Regions from separate parts of the Mus musculus genome. Here regions 1 and 2 are each linked to region 3. The links are chromatin contacts, called in public Hi-C maps. All regions are on one chromosome and are shown on one strand. Each heading gives the region's core, a stretch centred on a gene start, on an enhancer-like site or on the middle of the called end of the contact. The rest is flanking DNA. Distances are from core to core; before and after follow the strand shown.

Evidence for each region. A called contact is a pair of places that touch in the nucleus more often than the background predicts.
Region 1: a contact with region 3 is called in a Hi-C map of cortical neurons, with 4 times the contacts expected there. The contact joins the promoter of Ccdc39 here to the enhancer-like site in region 3. A contact is called at or near these places in 8 of 39 promoter capture datasets (the 3T3-L1 cell line, 3T3-L1-derived adipocytes, the C10 cell line and 4 more), 5 of 484 Hi-C or Micro-C datasets (the G1E-ER4 cell line, the HPC-7 cell line and cortical neurons), 1 of 115 datasets of contacts at active chromatin or transcription factors (embryonic basal ganglia) and 1 of 9 other capture datasets (adipose tissue).
Region 2: a Hi-C map of neural progenitor cells shows a contact between it and region 3, with 2.0 times the contacts expected there. The contact joins the promoter of Dnajc19 here to the enhancer-like site in region 3. A contact is called at or near these places in 6 of 39 promoter capture datasets (the 3T3-L1 cell line, the HPC-7 cell line, hippocampal neurons and 2 more), 1 of 484 Hi-C or Micro-C datasets (neural progenitor cells), 2 of 115 datasets of contacts at active chromatin or transcription factors (astrocytes and stem cell-derived neural progenitor cells) and 1 of 9 other capture datasets (embryonic stem cells).

What each region holds. Positions count from the first base shown.
Region 1 is chr3:33,843,041-33,846,394 of GRCm38.p6, forward strand. Ccdc39 (coiled-coil domain containing 39) reads right to left here and starts at 1,270. Exons shown (of 20, transcript NM_026222.2): 1 at 1,065-1,270. The coding sequence starts at 1,154.
Region 2 is chr3:34,079,143-34,082,658 of GRCm38.p6, forward strand. It overlaps Dnajc19 (DnaJ heat shock protein family (Hsp40) member C19), which reads right to left and starts at 2,212. Exons shown (of 6, transcript NM_026332.4): 1 at 2,044-2,212; 2 at 1,089-1,140; 3 at 942-1,015; 4 at 63-142. The coding sequence starts at 2,046.
Region 3 is chr3:35,101,496-35,104,923 of GRCm38.p6, forward strand. No RefSeq gene overlaps it. Among named protein-coding and RNA genes, the nearest start is that of Gm35255, 150 kb to the left of the region's middle. Within about 2 kb of position 1,931, at least 25 of the 459 cell types and tissues checked have an H3K27ac peak or open chromatin away from gene starts, as enhancers often do. A contact at or near this core is called in astrocytes, cortical neurons and neural progenitor cells, where this site is marked.

The DNA.
Region 1 (3,354 bases), core at 20-2,519, 1.3 Mb before region 3:
ACCAGCAGTGATCTTTTATCTGTCCTAATATTGATGGTCCTTAAGGGGAAATGCCCAATCCTAACCAGAGGGGAGAGCAGAGCAAAGCAGAGCAGAGTAGAGTAGAGCAGAGCAGAGCAGAGCAGAGCAGAGCAGAGCAGAGCAGAGCAGAGCAGAGCAGAGCATTCCAAACGTTCCAGTCTTCTCAGAAGATTTACCCAAAAGTCTTTTATGCTCACTTTCAGAGGGCAGAAAATATTCTCTTCTACCTTGTCAATTTGCACAAATCTTCAATTCTTGGTTCCCTCTTCCCCACACCCTAGTACCATTTCGTGGGACTTTGGGTGACTGCTAAAGATGCATTAACTTTGTGGAGCCGGTTGCAATTAAAAAAACAAAAAACAAACAAACAAAAAAACGACTTAAACTGCATGTATTTTAGTTGGTGCAGGTTTGTCCTAACAATGTGAAATATTTCACCATCTTGTGACACCTCGATTCTCACTCTGAAACTCTATATTGCATACTTCACTAAAATGTTTTCCTTGAAAGCACCTCAAGCGATTTTAAACATCACAGAAACACAAATGCTGGCAAGAATGTGTCTTGTGTGTGCACATGTGTAAATGGTGGTTACTAGGAAACACCAAAAATGCATTTGTGATCCTTAATTGGATGGGAAAGGCCTGCTAGCTGGCACCTGAAACAGCTGGAAGAGTGAGACTCGGGTTTTATGGCCCTGAATAGAAATTGTTGCTTCGATAAAACTTTCAAATGTGTAGTAACTGATAGGAGCAGGAGAGAAAGTGGGGAGGCCGGAGTATCAGATCTAAGTGATGAAGTCAGGCCACAAGAGGTGCAAATGAGCAGCGCGGCACCTGTACGTGGGACTTGGTCTTCCCTGGCCCTCCCCCGGATTCCCACTGGATACCCACCTAGCCCAGCATCCTCTATTTACACTCCTTACCTAGTCTTTACCTGGTCATCCATTGGCAGTCCTGGCGGCGTTCAACCAGCCCTTTTACCATTCCTCAGCTGTTCCCCTCTGGTCGTCTCTCCCCTAAATCCCACCCGGTCCTCCTCACCTGATCCTCCAGGATCTTGTTCTCCTGATTGGCCACGGGGATGGCGAACCCATCTTCCCAGTGCAGCTCTGACAAGAACTCACTGCACATGGCGTACGAGGCTCAAAGGAATCACAGACAAGCCACCCAAAACCGTTCCCTGGAGCTCGCAGCCAAGCCTAACCGTCTGTATTCCGCGGCCCTAGCAACAGCCAGGCGCCCTTAGTTACCAAACAGGAAGCACTCAGGCTGGAAGGCGGAACTTCCTTTGAGAATTCCCTTGTCCTTTTTGCAGCCGGTAGAATTTGCTTGCCTGTGTCTGTGAGGCACAGCTCTCTTTGCACGGATAGATACACTCCCAGGACTTCCAAAACGTGCAAATCTGGAAGCTCGGGTGCTCCAGAGGACCACAAAGTTCGGGGATGGAAGGCATAGGCTCCTGGGGTGCCAGGATGGTGGACTACAGGATAGCAGGATGGACGACCACCAGATTGAGGGATAGTATAATACCCAAAAGTGGCTTCAGATTTGTTCTTAAGTCATATATAAGGGACCATGATCTGGGAACACAGATCCAGGCTGCCCCAAATAGCATGTTCTCGCATGGAAACTTGCTTCACTACGTTTTTGTAATTGCAGAAGAAAAGGAAGCAATAAATCAAGGCATTTTTCCAATGCATTGATGAAAACATCACCAAAGACTGTTAGTATTGGGTTTGAGATGGAAGCTGAGAAAACTCACTTTAGAGATGGAAATTTAAAAATTAAGGCTTTATTTTCTGAGTGCTCAGGGAGGCAGCCAGTTTGGGATCTGAACCACGTACGGGGTGGGAGATTATACAGCATTGTTATAGGATGGTAACACAATTCAAAGTGGGGAGCTGGTGGGAACTGCAGCGTTATCCAATTGTATTTTGACATTATGTGTTAAACATGGGAGTACCTGTTGGGAGACTGAGCCTGTACAGAGCACCTGGCTTCAAGGTCCTTAATTCATTCTCCAAGACATTAGGTCCAGAGCTAAGAGTGATAAGGGGACAAAGACGCTGGCAGGAGCATATGAACTTGTTTAACCCTGCCAGCAAGACAGAGAAGTTGTGCCTGAGATGTCTAGACTCAACCGTTTACAACAGAAGATGTTCAGCTATGGGGAAGCCCCTGGCTTCCCTGGGATCTGGGACCTTGAATTTACTTTATCCCTATGATTAAATGGAGTCTGAAAACGAAATGGTACTGCCTGGAGTAAGTTTCCTTTGCTTCTTCCCAACAACAGCATAGTTGGGAAGTCAGTGCTATCCATAGGTTTCAAATACTATCTGGTGACATTCATAGCTTTGGGGTTGGTGAAAGCTAGTGGTTTGCTAAGTTAGTACAGCCCAACAAGCATTACCTGGTCAAATGGGCAATGAACGGCTGGCTATTAAGGAGACTAAAGATAGCTCAAGATAATTTGGCTCTGGGTTTCCAACTCTACACCATCGAAGTTCTGATCAAGTCAGTCAGCTTTAACATAAGAGCAGAACGGCATCCACAGCAAGATGCTCACAGCACAACACTCCTACCTACGGCCCATCCAAAAGGTGAGCTGACAAACATAATATCCCAACTGCCTTCCCAGTGCCAGTTGCTGAGTTGTGTGTGTTCCACACACTAAGCCAGGGAGAATAGTATGCACTGGTATTTGAAAAGTTAATTCACTTCTTAAATTCTTTCTGATTGCTATGAATCTTTGCCAGGTTCAACCCAAGCCCAATTGTGGCAGGCCAGGCACCCAACCAGCACAGCAGTACAGCTCCAACAGCTGGCTCTTGCCATTGCCCTATGGCCTCTCTAGAGGCATCCCCTACAGGACTTCTGGTGTCAGGGGCTAAAGGCAGTAATTGTAGCATCTCAATTATCTACAGCAAGAGTCAGGGACAAGAAGGAGATGATGCAGGGTATCATGGCTAGCTCTGTGGGCCAGCTGTTATAATGTGTACCCTGTTCCCCCAAAAGGAAGCATAGCTAAAGGCAGCTCTAGGACACCTCACATGATTAACCCTACAACCTTCTAGTTCTGCAGAGGTGGCAGCTTAAAGACCAGCATCCAAAGCTAGTATAGAGAAAATATACACCAGAAATTCTCCAACTTCCTCCCTCCTCCCCACAATCTCTCCTAACACAGATTGATACACAATAAACAACCTGTGTGCAGGACACAATAAACAACCGTGAAGTTTGTTTAGCTGAGATAAAGAGCACAGAATGGTTTGTTCCTGGTGATTAGCATGACCTAACAGGACTGAGCTGTGTTAGGCAGTGCTCCACTGCT
Region 2 (3,516 bases), core at 962-3,461, 1.0 Mb before region 3:
CATTCTCAATTACTACTAGGAATTACCTTACCCTACATCTCAGAACTGAGTAGACATCTTACCTTACACCTAATATTAATGCTGCTTCCCGTTTTGTCATTTTGGGTTCAAATCCACCTCTGTAGTACCCACCACCGAATGCCTGAAAGAAATTGAATTGGAAGAAAAGATTAATGAAGTAAATGGAAGTTGGTTAAATCTGTAAAAGAAGTGGTACATTTCAGGGAAGTACAAGTGTACTTCCCAAGGCACTTTAGCTTGACCAGGGGTAGCCAACTATTTTAAGATGTGTTAAACACCCATTTCTTGCAACTAAACTGGAACAGTGTCTTGAGAACATAAGATGGGAGGGGGGGAGGGGAGATGAGTGAATGGCAGCCACTCTCATCCATATTCCAGACAGAAACTTGATCCCCGTAAAACAGGAGTTTCAAAAGGTCTCAAAAGACGACCTGGAGATCTCGAAAAGATTCAAGGCAACAACTAAAATAAGACTTTATGGTAGGGACATTTATGCCATCAGAATCTTAACCTTAGTAGAGATCATGTACAACAAGGCCCTATGCTCCTGCCCAAGCTCCATGACATGGCCTCTCAAAGTCCTGACTAGCAGCAGCTTTGTGCTTTACACCCAGTTCAGAGCCGTTATCTAACATCGCTGCAAAGCTATCCTATGTGACAAAACACGAGGGAAGGCAGCTGGACAGATAAACCTGGGTCAACAGTATATGTAGTAAAATTAATTGCTAACTACCTGCTATCGTTCTAAATCTGCAAAGGCCACCCACCCTCAGTTGTCACATGTGAAAACCAACTCCCAGTGTGGCCCATTGCAAGGTTTACAACTCCACACTGAGCTCCATGGACCTGTGGAATTCACCTTACAGGCAAGCTCCAGGCTTCAAATACAGGCAAGTTAGTTAGCAAGAAGGTTCACTTACAGATTTTGGTAGGCTCTGAAAAACTTGTTTTACTTGAGGCTCCACATGCTTCATGGCTTGTAAAACATAACGGCCTAAAACCAAAAGCAACAGAATAAGCAAATCCATGCATAACCAGTCTGCTCCACCCCCAACCCACAGACAAACCTGCAAATCCTGCAGCAGCAATGGTCAACCCGACTGCTACCACTGTGCTGGCCTGTAATGGAGGAGAAGAGCAAGTCTTTACTACTCTTAATTGCTACCTATTCCGCAGCCAAACTCATTACGACCTTCATTTTGGTGAAAGGTGGGTTCTTTTTCCCTTTTGGGGCAGGATTAGGGATGGAACCTAGTGTGTGTCTCATGCTGGTAAGGTGCCTACAACTCCAGCCTTTCTCAAAGTTCCAACACTTTTATTCTGAGGTGGAGTCTTGCTAAAATTGTCCAGGCTGCCCACGAATTTGCGACTAGCTCTCTAAGCAACTGGGACTTTACAGAGTGCAGCACAGGGTCTGCTGGAAGAAACATTTTTTTTTCTAATAGAAATATGTCTTTAAAACTACTGCAGTTGGACGTGGTGCACATTGGCGGCTTGCATTTAGTCCCCGGACTTGGGAAACATTGGCAGGTGAATTTCTGTACGTTCTGGGACTTCCAGGACTACAAAGTGAAACCCTGTTTAAAAAAAAAAAATTAAACTACTGCAATTTTTATCCACAATTTATTGTCAGAGTATGGGATTTTCACCAAGAAGAAAAGGGTAAGTCATCTTTACCCACAACAGTAAGATGGTGATTTTTCAGCCATGGAAGAGAACTTTAACCCTTGGGCATTGGAACCCCTTTCTAGTTTAGACAAGACCGGTGAAAATAAGATTTCTGCTGGATTTGGAAACAGTGCTTGCAAAGGCTCCCTGATCCCATAAGGTATTTCCACCGTAAAGAGGGGAGGAGTGCGGAGATGGTAGTGGGGTAACAGCCCGACCTCCTAGGAGGCACAAACGTGTGCCTGCCTGCAAGCAGATAAGGGGTGTCAGCTGGAGCCACCGGAGGCCGGAGTAAAGGTCAGTCTCCGTATCCGCCCAGCGCCCCTTCGGAGCCCGTCAGCGCCGACCACTCACCATGACTCCACTCCGCGGCTCGGCACCGCGCGCTCATCCCAGCGCGAGCCCACCGCCACGGTACAGCTGTGGAGAACGACAGGGCCGAGCCAGCGATGCCGCCACTTCCACTAGCGCCGCGCAACACGGCAGCGGCGCCGTAAAGTGCGTCGGAACTGTCGCACAAAGTGCCGCACAAAGGGCCTCACCAACTCCGGTTGACGGAGAGGTCGGACTGGGGCGGGACTGGCCATGCCCTCTGCCCGGGATTCCTGACTTGCAAGTCCAATATCCGGCCCTAAAACAGGCTTTCCCGCTAAAACCTATCTCCCTAACTTTGCTTTATATAGGTTATTCCGCCCACCCCGTGGAAGTAGCGTTGTTTTTCACATGAGGCATTTATTTTGTCTTCTGTGCATCTTTTGCTACCCTGGGCTGTCGCCAGTAGATGTCAAGAAGCCACAAGGCTGATCTTCATGGCCTGCAGAGACATCTTTCTTCTTCTGGCTTGGAACGTAGTTAGATCTATAAACATCAGAAACGATATGGAAAATGATTTTTTCCAGTCTTTTTTTTTTTTCCATCTTCCTTCCTGATGTCTGCTTCAGGCTATGTAGATTTGTTCACTAAAAATACAGCTCCTGTTGTGTGTTCACCATGAATTTTTTCTCTCCTGTTTTAGCCTGACTTACTATTTGTGTAATTAAAAGAGCTTCTTGTACCTGTGTTGCTCACAGCATGTGGTTGTTTGGCCTAAGCATGGCAAATGCACTTGACTAGAAGGAAAGTGACTAGGAGCTGTCTTTTTGCATAAAGGCTGTAAGTTGTGAGAATATAAAAGCCATATGTGACCCCAAGGGAAGCTAGAAACTAAGGTAGCTGTTCTTTGTCAATGAATTCCTGTTAATCTTGCCAGTCTTCGCCTGCTACTTCCCCAAGCTTCTCCCCTTTGTTGTCAGAAGACCATTGTGTGAATGTATCATATTTTGCTTATCTTTCCGTTTCTCATGGGTTGTTTCTGTGGTGTAGCTGTGGGGAGTGTCATGTCTGTGGGCATGGATGTACAGAAACTAGGCAGAGACTTATTCCTTTCTCCTGGCTAGGTGGGCAGACATGAAATCCAGGCATGCTGTGAGGATTGGACTTTCACTTGTCGTGCTTTGAATCTGAGCTGTCTCTCAGAGGCTCATGCATGGATTCGTGTGTGTGTGTGTGTGTGTGTGTGTGTGTGTGTTTGTGTGTGTGTGTTAAGAACTCATGGCAGGGATGTGTTAGAGGTAGGGTATTGGGAAGGTAACTGGATCGAAAGGCTCTAAGAAGATGAGTGGATTGATCAGTTGGTTCTTGGCTTGGTGGATGGTGGGAGGTGATGGGGACGTAGCTGAATCATAGTTATGCGGAGCAGGTTCTTGTCTCTAGCTCCTCCCTTTCTTTGCTTCTTGGCCATCATTCATCTCTGCTGGTAGGTCCGACATTCCCCATCCTAAGGTTCTG
Region 3 (3,428 bases), core at 681-3,180:
GTCAGGGACACGCCCTGCCCTGCCTTAAGGAGCAGCCTCCTCTGCTTGTGCAGAGTTAAATCCAACACATGGTTGAGAGCAAGCGGGACCTGTCCACTGCAGGGCAGCTTTGGCTACAGACCACACTCCCGAGGAAAACACTCTCACTTAGTTGTATGAAATGACAGAATTGATTAGAAATTTTTCTAAAGGGAACACTTCCTAAATTTGCCAGTTATACTGCAAATGATTGTTTAACACTTTTAAGAATTAAAAATTCCTACCTGCCTACCTAATACTCACACTGTTCCAAAAGTAGAGGTACTTCCTGCAAGGGTGGGGGGGGGTGGTGGTGGTGGTGGTGGTGGTGGTGGCTCATCTCATTTCATGCCTTGTGAGAGCCACTTTACATTCCAACTTTGGCCTTTTGTTTAGTTTGCTTGGTTTCTGAATCATTCCTTACATTAGGAAAAGGCACAGACAGCAGAGCTGCCTGGTCCAGTTGGTTTCTGTCACTGTCTGGACTCTCTCTGGTTGCTGGTTGGTCAGTCACCATCTGTTTAAGGCTCAGTTTAGTTTTTGGGTTTGGTGATTGGTAGGGAGGGTGCTTCGATAACTGCTGTAGTAGGAGGTGTTCCCTGCTTCCATGGCCACTCCAGGCTTGGTAACAGATATATTGTCCTTCTGGGGCCCTCAGAAAAGAATGAATAATTAGCTGTTGTCATGCGTTTTTGGAGAAGTTCTCAACTACTTGAGAGGCATTGCCTCTCGATCAGACAATACAAACTGCCAGGCCACACGAGTTGGTTTTTCACCCTTGCGGAAGAAACCTGAAGTTCTGCTCAGACTACCCACTGGTGTTTGCCAAGCCCAAGGCAGAGGGACGGATTCCACGTCCTCTATGGACCACAATGCCGGGGAGCCGTATCTGCCTGAGAAGCGCCCGAAACCACGGCTAAAGTGTCCAGAGCTCTGTAAGGCTGGGATGCCTTTTTACAGCCCCTTCTGCTCATGTGATGAACCAATGTAATTTTAAAGAAAAATTTAATCCATATGTTTTTCATTAATCTGTACTAAACTCATCAAAATGGTGTTTTGTAAGAGTGATTTGGTGCCCCAGAAGTCTTCTGAGGCTTCTGTAACAGGCCTTCATAATGCCGGTTCTCTTTGAAGCAGGAATTGTGTTTTGCCAACAGCAAAGAAATTCAAACCCCCAAAGGGTTTGGATCAGTTTGAAACTCCAGGCCAGAGGACTCTGTGGGGTTCTACACTTGGCAAACTGTGCTCTCTCCCTTCTGACTTTGAAATACCTTATTTCCTTCCCACAAGAAATGTTCTATTTATTGTTTGCCTAAATCGTGTGTTCAAAACGATCGTCAGGCTTCTTAATGTATGAAACTTATACACGAATTGAAAAGCAGGCTTCGGGACTAATTCCTTCTCAGGCTCTGTCATTGGGTTGTCCTTGGGGAATTTTCTTTAATTAGTCTGTTTCCTGACTCTGCATTTTCTTGCGACTTGGGCTGACCAAAAGATTTACCACAGAGGGTGAAGAAGCTGGTACCACCCAGAGACCAATGCAGAGCAACCACAGGTTTCGCCCCAGGGTGGCCCAGCAGAGACATATTTTTTGATATCCTATGTTAATGTACTCTTATACTGATGTTGACAACCAAAAATTCAATGCAGATTTCACATAACTCCGTGGCCTGTGCCAGGAGCAATGTAATTCACAATTGTCTGTGTTTGCTAATTTTGTGGTGGTGTTAGTTTGTGCTCCAGTGTTTAAGGGAGGCATGCGTAAGCTCACTGGGGCTTTTTTATACAATGTGTGTGAGAGAGAGAGAGAAGAAGAGAAAGAGTTGAAAATGCAAACAAGACAGTGTATGCCCGCAAGTTAAGCATGAGACAGTTGTGGTCCTTTGTCCTTCCTGCCTCTGGGCTGTGAAGTGGGAGCGCCCCCTGGTGAAACTTTAAAATCACTGAAGATTCAGGATGCGTGACATCCAGATTTCTTCCTAACGTCTATGGGTTTTTTGTTTGTTGCTTTTTTGTTGGTTTTTGTTGTTGTTGTTGTTGTTTTGTTTTATTTTGTGTGAAAAATTAACAATTTGATTAAGTTTAGAATGAAACGTTAAAAAAATTTAAAAATCATTAAGTAAAACGATCTCTTTAGGTAACAGAAATGAATATTTGTTGTCTATACCAAAGTGTGTCTGTTTGTTTGCCACTTTTCCACATCATCCACAGCTGCCATTTCCGGCTCCATCTCTGAGGTCACCCTAAGACTATGGTCGTATGAATGAAACCCATCTAAAAACGTGATTACCTCCCTCTCAACAACACAAACAGCAAAGAAATGTGAGGTAAAGCGACAGTAAGGGCAAAAGCAAGAACTGTCACAGAACAGTCCTCGTGACACCCCACGAACCTCTGCAGAGTGTCTGTGGTGTAAAATCTCACGCATGCTGCAGAAATTACATACTGGGCCCTCTGCAGCTCTCGGCCTGGTGTGAGCCAGGGCATGCCATGGCTTCAACCTCTCAGAGATAGGGGTTGTCATCTGAATCATGGGGTGGGGTGGGGTCAAGGGGCACCTGTTCCCCTTCACAGTTCCAGAGAAGCCTGGGAAAACCTCCTTAGGATGGCCTGTTGCATCTCTGCAACCTCTGTGAAGGGATTTTTCTAATTTCCTGTTTGTGGGGGCCCGGTGTGTGTGTGTGTGTGTGTGTGTGTGTGTGTGTGTAAAAGCAAGTGCTGTTTCAAGATGAAGAAGGAAAGGAGGCCCTTCTTCAGTGCTCGGGGTAAAGGAGTATTGACCAGTAGCAGCTTTTCTTTTCCCATTGCAAAGGGCCACAGTGGAACATGTAGCTCCTGGGATGGGTACATGAAGAGAGGAAGCAGCTCTCCTTGCACAAAGCTCCACACAGCTCAGCCCAGAACTAACCCTCAGGCTGTCCCCTTTGCAGATAGTGTGTCACCCACTTGAACTCCCCCTCAGGCTGTCCCCCCTTGCAGATAGTGTGTCGCCCATTTTTGGTACCAGTTACCCTAACCAGGCCCAAGCCTCTATTGTCCTTTTAATGTTGAAGAAATTATGTTCGTTTTTCCACCAGCGATAAACCCTTCATTTGGACAAATGATCTGGTCTTGTCTTTTAGTAGCGGATAATGTCATCTTAGATGCCTGCCGTTAAAATTCTTTCACTTTTTCTGCATAAAGCCGGCTTTTTGTAGGACATAGCTAAATATTAGTTATCCTCATTTTGAAGTGTACTTAACAAACTTATTCTAAAAATCAACTCATGTAGGTACTTTAAACGTAAGTATTTCAAATCTGGAGATTTTCACACTTTTATATTAAAACAAGAAAAATAAAACCCCCCAAACAAAACACCACAGGTACCTCCTGCATACTTGGTGCCTGCGTTTCCCCCATTCATCTTGTGA